2 separate regions of the Cricetulus griseus genome follow, and region 2 is linked to region 1. Evidence: chromatin contacts called from public Hi-C data. All regions are on one chromosome and are shown on one strand. The core of a region is the stretch at or near the end of the contact, and the rest is flanking DNA. Distances in the headings are between cores, read along the strand shown.

What was found. Hi-C and Micro-C count contacts between places; a contact is called where the count stands out from the background.
Region 2: a Hi-C map of the CHO-K1 cell line shows a contact between it and region 1, with 4 times the contacts expected there. The contact joins the enhancer-like site here to the promoter of Nptn in region 1. A contact is called at or near these places in 3 of 8 Hi-C or Micro-C datasets (the CHO-K1 cell line, fibroblasts and liver).

Annotation. Positions count from the first base shown.
Region 1 is chr4:170,166,919-170,173,171 of CriGri-PICRH-1.0, forward strand. It overlaps Nptn (neuroplastin), which reads left to right and starts at 4,107. Exons shown (of 10, transcript XR_004769624.1): 1 at 4,107-4,433.
Region 2 is chr4:170,232,772-170,238,823 of CriGri-PICRH-1.0, forward strand. It overlaps Nptn (neuroplastin), which reads left to right. Exons shown (of 10, transcript XR_004769624.1): 8 at 5,265-5,286. Among named protein-coding and RNA genes, the nearest start is that of Nptn, 65 kb to the left of the region's middle. Within about 2 kb of position 4,125, at least 2 of the 6 cell types and tissues checked have open chromatin away from gene starts, as enhancers often do. A contact at or near this core is called in the CHO-K1 cell line and fibroblasts, where this site is marked.

The sequences.
Region 1 (6,253 bases), core at 2,857-5,356:
AAATAAAGCATTCCTTGTATGTGATCACTGTGGGTGCAAATTCAGTTTACCACATATGGAATAGGTTTGCTGGACAAGGGTGAGTGCCATTTGGAGGTATGAGATTGTGCACAGAAAGTAGTTCAGAGTCTGGAGAAATGGCTCAGCCATTAAGGGCACTGTTGTTCTTTTCAAGAACCTGGGTTTGTTGTCAGCACTGACCTCTTGGCTAACAGCCACCAAGTTCCAGAGAATATGGCACCCTCTTCTGGCCTCCATGGGCACTGCATGCACATGGTACACACAAATGCACATAAAATAAAATAAATTAAAAAATATTTTTCTTGAAAAAAAGAAAATGAAACCATGTTCAGGTGCAAGCATGAAGTCTCATTTCAGACGTCAGTTCTCATTCAGATTGTGGTTGTCTCTGGACATTACTGGAGGATGAGACGGGGAAGTCAGTGGTCCTAGCCATGAACCATCGGCTCCATCCCAACTTGACCGAGAGGGAAAAGTAGAATGGAAGAAAGAGAACTTGGTGGGATTTGTGAATCAGCAGTCTCGGTGAGGTTGAAGAATTATAACAAATGGGGTACTAACAAGGGAACCAAAGTGTAGGTGTCAATTTGTAGAGTAGAGCATTACACTTCATAGCACCCTTCAAAAAGGATGATTAAAGTGTTCACGTAGAACCTCGGTTGTTCCAGGGAGAAGGCTGTTGGAAATGAGAAGATAAAAAAACCGAGACACCAAAGTACTGAAGAGGCTGTCAGCATGGTTGTTGGATTCATGTATGGAGTTCAAAGACGGTGCAAGGAGTTGAAAAGGTCAAGGAAGGTCAGATGGACGCAATCAAGATGAGTGGGAAGTATGTATGAGGAGAAAGAGACCTGTGCAGGATCAAGAGAGAAAACCACTAGGAAGTTTAAGGTCATCTCTAGGAACCCCACTACTGTGTCTTTTTGACCAACCTTCCAATGACAACAGAATGAACCAGTCAAACCAAACCAAAGGAAGCCTTTCAGTTGGGAATTGCAGGCCTTCCCACCAGAGGGCGCTACCAACACTGGGAAGAAGACCTCCAAGGGAGTCCCTGGAGGCCAGGAAAGTGTTTCAGCATGAGCTCTGAGGTCCCCTAGGGTTCTTCCGAGGTATTACAAGGAGCTTAAAAATGCCCAGACATGTCTGCAGTTGTAGTTTTCTTAGTGTGTACAAATAATTATTGGTTCTGTTTTAAGACAGGATTTCACCTCTGAGGCTTAGCCTGACCTTGAACTTGGAGCGATCCTCCTGCCTCAGCCTCCCAAGTATTAATGTGAGCTATTATGCCTGGTTTTAGCTAGTTTTTAAAGCCACAAACAACAATAAAACCCCCACATTTCTAAATTCCTTTAACACAGTTACTGAATCAATAGGAGATTTTAGTTATGTATTTTAAGACAGAAGGAAACCAATAATACTGCTACTGTCATGTGCAACCTGATGGCATTTTTTTCTAGGTAAAAGGGTTCTTCATAGCTGAGTGTTTTGAGAGTTGAGTGGTAGTACTCATAGTTACAAGGTTGTTCCTGATTCACTTTCTGTAATCATGACATTGCAGCAGTGGGGAGGGGAACTGTAGGCTGGAGTCTGAGTTGTAGTGGTGTCATGATCAACATTGGAGTCTTGCCATACCAGAAATGATTTGAAACATTGCAGACAAACTTAGCTAGTTTTTCTTATCACAGTCTTTTGAGGTTGCAATGATCACTGTCCCTATTTGATGGATAATGTCAAGAGAAATTATTAGGTCACTTGCGCAAGGATGCCTGACTTGTAGATACTAGTGATACAATGTGGGTGGATTTGTTCAGGTTGTGCTTTAAGAATAACCACTGAAGGCTGGAGAGGCAGCTCAGTGGTTGAGAACACTTACTGTTCTTGCAGAGGACCCAGGTTTAGTTCTCAGCACTCAGAAGCTTAGAACTATTTGTAACTCCAGTTCCAGGGGTTCCAGCACTCTCTTGTGACCTCCACAGGTACTGCATGGTGCACATACATACATGCAAGCAAAACATTCATACATGTAAAATAAAAAATGTTTAAAGGGGAAAAGAACAAACATCCTTGACGGTCAATAGTTTAACTCAAGAGATGTGTGGGTGGATAGGAGAGTTCAACTTATTGTGCTAACTCAAGGATCCAAGTGGCTATACATTTCCTGTTGACATGTATTTTCACTGTCATAATCACTACTCATTGTTGCCAAGGCAAAAAAAAAATTGAAACCCTGGAAATAAATGCTTCAATTGGAAAATGATGCATGCCACTTCTCAAATTTCATTGGCTGAGTCAGTCACATGCCACTCCCAAGTTCAAGAGGCCCAGGAGATTTGCTTCTAAAATAAGCCTAGAAGCAAGTAAACTAGACTGCCTGGCAGCAACAGTTAAGCTTGGAGACCCTGAGCAAACCATACCATCTCTTAGCCTCAGTTTCCCCTGCTACAAATGATAATGTTATAAGGATTCCTCATTGTAAGGATAAAACATATGTTTCTTATGGTTTCTAGGAGGCAGAATGGTTGCATTCAATCAAAATGTCCATCAACTGAGAAACTTGGCTTCACTAGTGACAGCCGGTAGTTGTTTTTACAGGATGGCCGCAAGAATGGCCTTTGTTAAGAAAAAAAAAAAAAAAAAAACACCAAAAAACCTGCTTAAAACAACAGCCTTTCCTCTTTGTGCATACCACAGTTGTAGCCCTAGCCCTTACTGGAAGACTCAGTCTATAACCACTAGTTGTCTAGTTCCCAGGAAAGCTGGAGAGGCTGTGAGGATCTCCTTCCTCCAGATTCACCAAAGCCTTTGAAGAAAGTCAGGTCGGCAGGCCAGTTTACCATTCCTCATTTTTAAGTCATAGACACACCCGAGGATGCCTGTTCTGACTCAGGGATGACCTAAGCCACAGAGAACACTTCTTTGTTAACCACAAGTGCTGAGGGTGGTACAGGAAAAAAAAAAAAAAAAAAAAAAAAAACAATAAGCCAAGTCCCCCAAATCTGTGTTTGTGTGTGAGCAAGCCTGCATGCACTCGGAGGCCAGACGGCAGCTTCTGGCTGTCTCCCTTAACTACTCTCCACTTCAGTAGAGTGCAGGGTTTCTCACTGAACTTGGAGATCACCAACTGGCTAGGCTGGCTAGCCAGCAAGCTCCAGGTCCTCCTGTTCTCCACCTCTCCAGCCTGTGATGAAAGCCACAGGCCTGATGGCCATCTTTTCCCTTTTATGCTGGGGAAGGTCTTCATCCTAGTGCAGCAAGCATTTTTACCAACCATGGCATCTCCCCAATATCCTCCTTCTCCCAAAGGAGGCATTTCTCAAATTTCCATGCAACATGGCTAAATTCCCCCCCCCACGCCCCCCGGCCTTTTTTTTTCTGGCCCCTTTCCTATGGGTCATTTGACTCTTCCTAATCCACTGTGAACTGACTGGAAACTATTTTCTACAGGTTTCTCTACCAAAGATTCTGTCTATCACTTGACATATGACTTCCTTGTAGAATTTTTTCTATGGCCCTACAACTAGGCTAGTTAACTTCGGGCCCTCAGAGTCTGTGAAGCTAAAATAAGGCCAAAGGGGGGTGGGGATGGCACAGGTAGGGAGGAAAAGGAGGACACTTGAAGGCAGAGGGAACAGATGTCCGCGCAGGAAGGCACAGCAAGCGTGTAACACTGCCCGGGAGGGGAAAATGTGGCAGAGAGGTTGTGGCCAGATAGCTCTAGCGGTCTCTGGTCAAAGTCCAGAAGCAAGAATAGCAAGTTCTTGATAAGGGACGATGACAGGAAGCTTATTAGCGGGGTCTGGTGTATCCATTTCTGAAGTTTAGAGCGGTAACGCTTGAAAGGCAGTATGGGTGGAGGAGAGACAGTTTACTCAATGCTTCCTCTCATTTACGGGCACTAGGATTCCACCGAGGGGAAAACTGTACTCCGCCGTGCTCTCTGACGGCCTCCCCCGCGGGAGAGCGGGCGGGCGGGTGGAGTCCCCGCCTCGCCCCATCACGTGGCCAGAAGCGCCCTCTGCATGTGAGCTCCCTTGCGCTAGGCCAATCAGCCTCCGCAGGGGCGGGGACTTCGGGCGCGAGCCTCTTCTCGCGAGCCTTGCCGCCGGAGCTCCTGGACCGCCCACGGCCGCCAGCGGAGGTCTCGCGAGGCTTGGGCGCTGCGGCGGTAGGAGGAGGACGGGGAAGGACGGAGCTGGGGCGCCGCTGCCTCGCTCACTCACTCCCTCGCGCGCTCGCCCGCCCCCTCCCTCCCTCCCCTCCCTTCCCCGGCCCCGGCCCCGGCCCGGCCCATTCGCTGCGCGCTCTCCGGCTCGGGAGGATGTCGGGCTCTTCGCTCCCCAGCGCCCTGGCCCTCTCGCTCTTGCTGGTCTCTGGCTCGCTCCTCCCAGGGCCAGGTGCTGCTCAGAACGGTAAGCCGAGGGGCCGGGGGCGGGCCGGGCGGGGGCGCCGGGCTCCGGCAACCAGAGGGGCCGGGCCCAGGCCTGAAGGGGATGCCGGAGCCGGGAGCGGGCGGCCGGGCGGCCGGGCTGAAGCGAGGAGGCGCTTCGTGGAGAGTGGAGGCGTCGCTGTGCTGCGAGCCCGGGGCGCTGGAGACAGGTCCGCGCGCGGCGTGGGGCTCTGCGCTCACCAGGAGCTGGAGTAGCGGGGGCGGCTCTGGAGAAGGCGTTCGAGTTCGAGCCGGCAGAGGGGTGTTGGCGGCGAGGGAACCGGGTTCTGCAGGCGCTGACACCGGGATTCTACGGGGGCCCCGGAACCCTAGTGACATCCTGGAAAATGGGAGGAGGGGGAAGCTGGGGTGAAAAGGATCCTGAAGAACACCTAGCGGGAGCCACTACTTGAGTCTCCAAGGAGAGGGGTTAGTAAGGGATTCGGGGAACCTTGGATTTGGGGGTAGAGGGAAGGTGGGCGGAAAGATGATGGAGTGGGTTGACTGCAGTGGGGGACCTGGAAAAGAGAAGCAGCAGTGTCTCCAAACGAGCTGCTGGGGGAAGAGGGCTGGGTTTTGCCAAAGAGGGTGGAGTGCTGGGCATTCTAGGGTAGCGGTTGGGAAAGCAAAAGGGAGTTTCTAAATAAGGAGAGGAAAATGAGCAGAGGATGGGGGGAAAGCATTAAAACTGAGGTAGAGGAAGCATCAGAGAAGTAAAGGGTGCCTGGGTATAGAGGTGGGTGTTGGGGAAGACGAAAAATAAGGGAAGGGAGTAAAATGCAGGAAGTCGGGGGTGTAATGTTGCTTTGCAGCGTGGTGGATACATTAGGGAGGGGATGAGTTGTGGCAAATGCTGTATGATGTAGGTTTGGCCTTTGGGGAGGGCTGGGACAGTTACATCTGCAGTGGTGGGATTGAGGGCAGTTGAGTGATGGCAGGGAAATGGAGGAAGTGGGCTTTTGAGATTTAAAAGTTTCAAGACTGAAAAGATGTCATTTCTGTGGAATATGAATGTGGCCTCTGGGATGTGTTTAAGGTACAGTGGAAGCGAAAATTGGGTTTCGAGCTGAAGCTTTTTAGAGAAGATGATGAAGGATAATAGGCATGGGGGAGCTAAACCTGACGGATTCTGATTGACAGCATTGCCACAGTTCTGTTGCTGAACTGATCTTTCAGAAGCAAACTTAAAAGGATAATGAGCCTATTTCAGTTATTGTGGAAACAACTATTAAGAGGTTTAAAGATTTTTTCATATGAAAAAATCATAAGAAGTCGGTTGGGGTAGGGAGACATAAATTAGTTTTAATCTCCTCATTCTTCGTTGTTATACTAAAACAATTAAAATTGCTCTTGTCTGAAATTAAAATGGCTTTCATTAAAACAAAATCACGCAGAGTCCGTGGAGTTGAGGGTTCTGAAGAGAAACCGACCTTAAAATGCTAGAGGTTACAGCGAAAATACAGTATTGAGACAAAAAAAAAAAAAAGCGCTATCATTCTACTTAGGGAATTTTATGCCCTATGGCTTTGTTTCTTCATGGGTCAAAAGGGAAACATTTTTCTGTCTCTTACATTGAATATCCTAAGGATGTGGGCACCCCCACCCCATTTTCCTTAAGTACAAAGCTGTGGAAGGGAAATGGTAGAGTTAGCCTGATTTGCTTGCTCTACCAGTCATTTATGTGATATGACTTGACTCTAATTCTGATTTCAGTTATTTGTGGAAGTAGCAGTTTCATTTTGTGCTGTAGGTGAGAGATTCTTGATGGTAGATGTTTAATCTGTGCTGGCATAAGTTGTTTTG
Region 2 (6,052 bases), core at 2,875-5,374, 66 kb after region 1:
TATTTAGACATGAGAATAAGGGAGGGAGAAGGATGCCTACCTTCCATATGTGTACAGCTTGGCTATTTGGGAAGTTACACTTCATTCCTAAAAGGAACCATCATCCCCTCAGAATGTTTCAGACATTGCCAGTTAGGAGCCTAGGGGCTTCGATTTAGGTCAGTGTTAGAGCCCAAGACCTGGAGTTTGTTCCTCAGCCCTGAAAGGGCTGGGATCCCCAAAAGACCAGAGAGACTGAGACAGACACAGCACTAGCTGTGTCAAATGCCACCTTCAACTTCTATAAAGCCGAGGAGCCAAAAAGTTAGCTAAGAAAAGGCAAAGATAAGCTTTGAAGCCTGGTTTTTAATTTAAGGCAAGGATGGCTTCCATTTTCACAGCAGTTATACCTGGGTCTAGCCTGTCCCCATCAGAGGCACCAGTCTTATAAGCCACTTGCGTCAATGTTTCTGTCCCAGCATGTTTCAGGTTAAACTTTAGAAATGATTAGTTAGTGGTGGTTCTGTCTGACAAGCAGATGCCCGTGCACGGCAGCAGCTGCCCTCGTAAGAGTTCCTTGGTGGTTAAACTGAAGTAGGGGGTGGGCAATGGCAGCAGAGCCAGTCTTAACAGCTTCCTGAATGGAAAATAATAAGCTAAATTTCTATATATAGTGAATGAATTCTACACAAAACAGATGACTGCAGGGTAAGTGCAAAGTAAAATCTCCTTGCACTGGTCTCGGGAGAATATCATCATGCAAGCAGTTTTTACTTCTTTGTTGTTGGATTGGGTGGAAATCTGGGATTCTGAAATGATTGTAGTATTCACCATCTCTCCTTTCCTGACAGCCAGTATGGTCCAGGGTCCATTTTCCATCACCACTTCCCTAACCCTGACTTCCAGATTCTTAGATTTCTCCCTGCTTCCATCTTCCCTTCAGTTTTTGGCTTTTCTTCTGGAAGAGAGTTGTATGTTGATCTTCAGTGAATTTTCCTTATGCTGTGGCCTTTTCTTTGTTAAGTTTCTCCTCGACTCCATCTCAATTCATGAGGACAGCAAACTCACTGATAGGCTTTCTTCCCGTTTGCTCCTCCCTAAGTTTACTTGTAGATGCACACACACACTCAAACACACACACACACACACGCGCGCGCGCGCGCGCGCGCTCGCGCACACACTCTTCAGTCTGTTGAGGATGAATGAAAAGGTGCACTCTATCTGATACAAACTCAGAATGTTTCTGTGAAGAAATCTTAGCTATAATGTCTGTTAGCCTATTTATGCCACTATGAAAACGTGAAGTTTTTGTAGGTCTGGTGTGCTTTTTCTTTACCCAAGTAGGTGGTTTATTACCAACATCTGTGGTTGATTTGAGCCACAGTGAACTCTCTAAATAGTTATTGGTAACTTTTCTCCTTAAGTAGAAAAGCATTCAGTGAACAGTGCAGCAAAATAAGAACACAAACACAAATTAGGAAAGCATGTGTCCCTTTAGATTTCTCACACTGAAAAAATATATGGTTGAGGTTAACTGCTTTCTTTAAAAGCAGCTTTGGTCCTTTTATCTGAATATTCTGGCCATTTCACAGAAGAAATCACAGTCCTTTAGTCCCCTGTTAGATCTTTCTGAGGACCAGTGCCACATAAGTTATCTCATAGGTAGACTATTTACACACAGACTTTCACTTTTAGTGTTCTTAGTAACAAGTCAATAATAAAGTCACATCAGAGCTTTGCCTTTTCATTGAGAGTATACGTGTTAAGTAGTGCAGTTTTCCTTCTGTTACAACTGGACTCCTCCTTGGAGCCACATTTGTGTTAGTCCCTTTCTGACTCAGGTCAGAGTGCAGTTAGTGTGCCCCTCCCAGGATTCCTTCTGCCCACTGGGAGATAGAGGCTGGGGTAAACCTGTTCAGTCTTGGGGCCTTCAGCTCTACTAGATATTTTGGTGTCCTCCCAGGCATTGAGTTAAAATAGCTGATTTAAGAAAAAGAATATTAGCATCCGAGAATCTTCTGTTTTCACACTGGGGTAATTTTGTAAGTTGGCCAAAAGGAGACAGTACTAGCAAGTTTGTGAGGGGCAGAGGAGGGCAAGCAGTTTTGTAACTATAATCTTAGTTCTTCTAGACACATTGAACTGAAGCGTTGTTCTGATAATCCAAAATCTATTAGCTGATCAAAGTATTTGGTAGCATATGGAGCTTCACAGCAGGCTGGAGATGCTGGAAGAGAGATGACTTTTTAAAGTGACACCAAAAAACATTCAGCTCAAATAGAGTCAGTCACAAGTACCTTACAAGAAAATACAGATAAAACATGGAAAATGATTCAAAGAACCACATCTCTCTTGGGTTTAGTGTTAACCCTGTTGAAACCAGGCAAAAATATAAGTGGGTTTAGAAACCATAATAAATTCTAGCACTTGAGGTAGGATGTGAGTTTGATGCCAGTCTAGGCTAACTAGCAAGTCCTTCTGCCAAGGGAGGGGAGGGTGGCTGAGGATGCTAACTTACTGGGTAGAGGGCTTGCCTGGCAGGCATGGTTCCAACTTTGATCCTCAGCAACTTATAAATATCCATGGCAGTGCATGCTTTGAAGCCTAGCACCTAGGAGGTGGAGGCAGGACCCTAAGTTTAAGGTCATCCTCAGCCATGTAGGGAGTTAGGCCAGTGTGGGATATAAGATCCTATTACCCGACCCCACCAAAAAAAAAAAAAAAGAAAGAAAGGAACACACACAACCTACCCCCAGTGACGTGATTGAAGTGGCACAGGGGCTTTGACCAGAATCAGCTCTTGACTGTTTTGAATCTAAAGCCATCACTTTATGTTGTATAGTGGGTGCCGTATATTATTTACCTTATTATGAAATGTGTGTCAGGGTAGGGGCCTCAAGAGCAGTCATACTTCAGTAAGGAAAGAGCATGAAGGCAAATCAGTATGTGCACCACTCCATCAGGAGTTTCATATTCATCAGGTGGATTCCAGAAGCATCTTGTTTCATTCTCCCTCAGTCCTCTTCCTCTCATCTAGCCAGTGGCTGTGAGTAATCCCCAGGTGGAGAGAACAGTCTTTGTTTAAAGCAGCTTTGACCTGAGGGTTTGGGGGTATGTTGATATTTGTCGGTTACTGTGACTTCTTTTTTTTCCCCCTTCAATTGCATCAAACCCTTAAAACATGGTGGTAAGTGAGCGATATGCATGCTTTTGGAGTTTGTTTAATCTCCGCTTCAGTCTATACAATGCACAGTTCATAATGTTAACACTTTTCTTCAAGTTTACTTCATTCACTTTCACAACTAATTTGGATTTTTAGTTTGCTGTTTAGTCCTCATTTACTTTATTTTGTGCCTTTCTCTGTAGCTCTGTTCTCTCCTGACCTTCCTGTGGAGGTCAAGTTGTTCTTTTGTCTGACCTGTATGGGAGAGTGATGCTGCAGGCAGTGGCTCAGCACAGGAGAGGAGGGGGGGCGTGTCCTCTGCTTTGTGGTATCCAAGTGGATTTGGGAATGAAGCAGGGTTTCTGAGATTTAGACACAGTGTGAGTCACAGCTGCTCCCACTTTCAGGCTTGGCAGCTGCACCAGAAACACTGTTGCTCACATACTCATATGCAAACCCTTGCATGTGGCCAGCTTGTTAGGTTGGAAAGTGACATTTAGACACCAGGGTACACCCCATGCCAAAAGAAAGGACTGTGGTGTGAAGTGTGCTTGGGGTAGTCTAGTGTCCTATTAGGAGAAGACTGGCCTTGCTATTGTGATTTCCCCCCTCTCCTGTCTTTTAAAGTTGGGAGTAGATTTGGCTGTCTTGCATTAGAATTTCGTATTTTGGGGTGCACACTAAAATTAGTTTGTTCCTGTGTCGTCTTTAAATTCTCAAGGTGCTTAGCTTCTAGCATGTTATCTGATTGGCCTGCCCTGGGTGCTGAGCAGTAGGCTGTGGAGAGGGGAGGGTTCAGGCTGGGCTTGTGTGTCTTAGTACTTGGTATGTCCTTGTATCTTTCCACTGCATATACAGCAAACAGATGTCTTGGGTGTCCTGAGTCCTAGTTTGTTCTCTGTACCTGTGTTAATAGCACTGTTAGTAGTGGACTCCTATGGACACTGGTATGTTGCTAGCCTCTTGTTTTGCTGATGAGTCATTGGTTTGTGGTTAGTTTTTTTTTTTTTTTTTTTTTTTTTTTTAATCCTGTTTTGTTCCAGTCACTGTGTGCTGGCGGTGGCTTTGCGTTGCCTGAAAGGAACAGGTGGAGCAATGTCTCCTTGACAGACATTACTCCTGACATGTGCTCCTGCAGATGCCTACACCAAGATTGTAATCTCCATAACTGCTTCATGTGCACCAAGCCCCCTTGTGGAATCCTGCTGAGAGTTTTTCTAGATGCCTTCAGTAAAAGCACACAACTGTTGTACAGTAAAAACAAGGGTGCTTATTTGTGCCCTCCCCTTTGTGGGTTTTTAAATAACTTTCTCAATGTATGCATATCTACTAAGAGAACAAGATGTCAGGATTATGAAGTATAATTAATAAGACTTCTAAACACTAATAACAAAACTTTTTTTAATTAAAAAAAAACAAACATCTCATGGCTTTTCTTGTTTTGGCCAGGGCACAATAACAAGCCCATCTTTTCATGTAGTTTTTTAGAGGGGTGTCACTGTTTAGCTGTCCCTGTGATGTCAGAATACCCTCTGCTTCTCGTGTCTCTTGCTGGCCAGCCAAGGATTAGGTTGAACTATTATGGCTTCATCTTCCTCAGTCTCATGCTTCCGATCAGTGACCTCATAAAGATTGTAAAACAGCAGGACAAACAGTGCCCTCTGGGGAAATGAGGATGTGTGGTTAAATGTATATAAATGTACACATCCATTTACATTGAAGAACTGCATACATTCTCCACAAGAAAACAAACAGCAGGATTTTACAACTGAAATGTTGGTTTGTCTTCTCATCTATTTATGAGTGAACCACTGGAACTTGGGGACAAGATGAGTACAATGATATTGCAGCCTATCTGTCCGCTACAGTTGCAGTTTTTCATGATGAGCATTCAAAGTGTTAACTAAAACCATTGAAAGAACATATCTGCCATTAAAACTGAATCTAGAAATAACTTCATGAGTGTTTTGCACCTCCAGATGGAATGGCCTTTAATAAATGCTATGAATAGCCATGTTTGCCACTTGCAGTTTACTGTCCTATTCATTCTTATGCAGAGTCTAATGGTTTTCTCCTTTCTTTTATATCTCATGGATTATTAAAAACTGAACACCTGATGTAGATGATGAACCAGCTGGACCAATGTGAGTACTTCATTGGATATGATTTTACAGTTTGATTGAATTGCGTTGTGTTTGCAGTTTAGTCAAAAGGAATACTAAAGATTGTAAGAGAAGGCAATTCCCTTACAATAAAAGTTGCAGTGTATACTTTTTAAGCCTGACATAATTCAACTGGTGACTTTGATTCTTAGGCCAGGTCTTATTTTTAGCCATACAAGTAAATAGTATACAAAAGAAGTTGAAAAGAGTTTATGTATTTGACATGCTTAAGCTGATAAACTACTGTCTAGTTCTATTAACAATTGCTGACAAGAGATGGAGCTGTATCATGGAATGAGTCCAAAGCTACCAGGCTTTCCTAGAGTTGGAGATTATGAGAAGGCAGAAGGGCAGCTGGTGGGTTAATGGCCAAAGGGGTCAGCATAGCTAGTTGCTGGTCATCTTTTAAGAAATTAAGTGTTCAAAGGATTAAGTCTCTTACTTTTGTAAGTAACTATAGTTTGGAAATCTAAGGGAGCTGGGTGTTGGTGGCACACACCTTTAATCCCAGCACTCGGGAGGCAGAGGCAGGTGGATCTCTGAGTTCGAAGCCAACCTGGTCTATAGAATGAGTTCCAGGACAAGCTCCAAAGCTACAGAAAAACCCTGTCTAGGGGGAAAAACTAAAGAACTCTAAGGGAATGTTACCTGTGTGTTTTCTGCCTTGGGAGTCTGAAGAATCTAATCATTGAAAGTAAGAGGTACTTTATGTAAGGAATGTTGTTACTTACTAGTGTTAGAAGTAGAG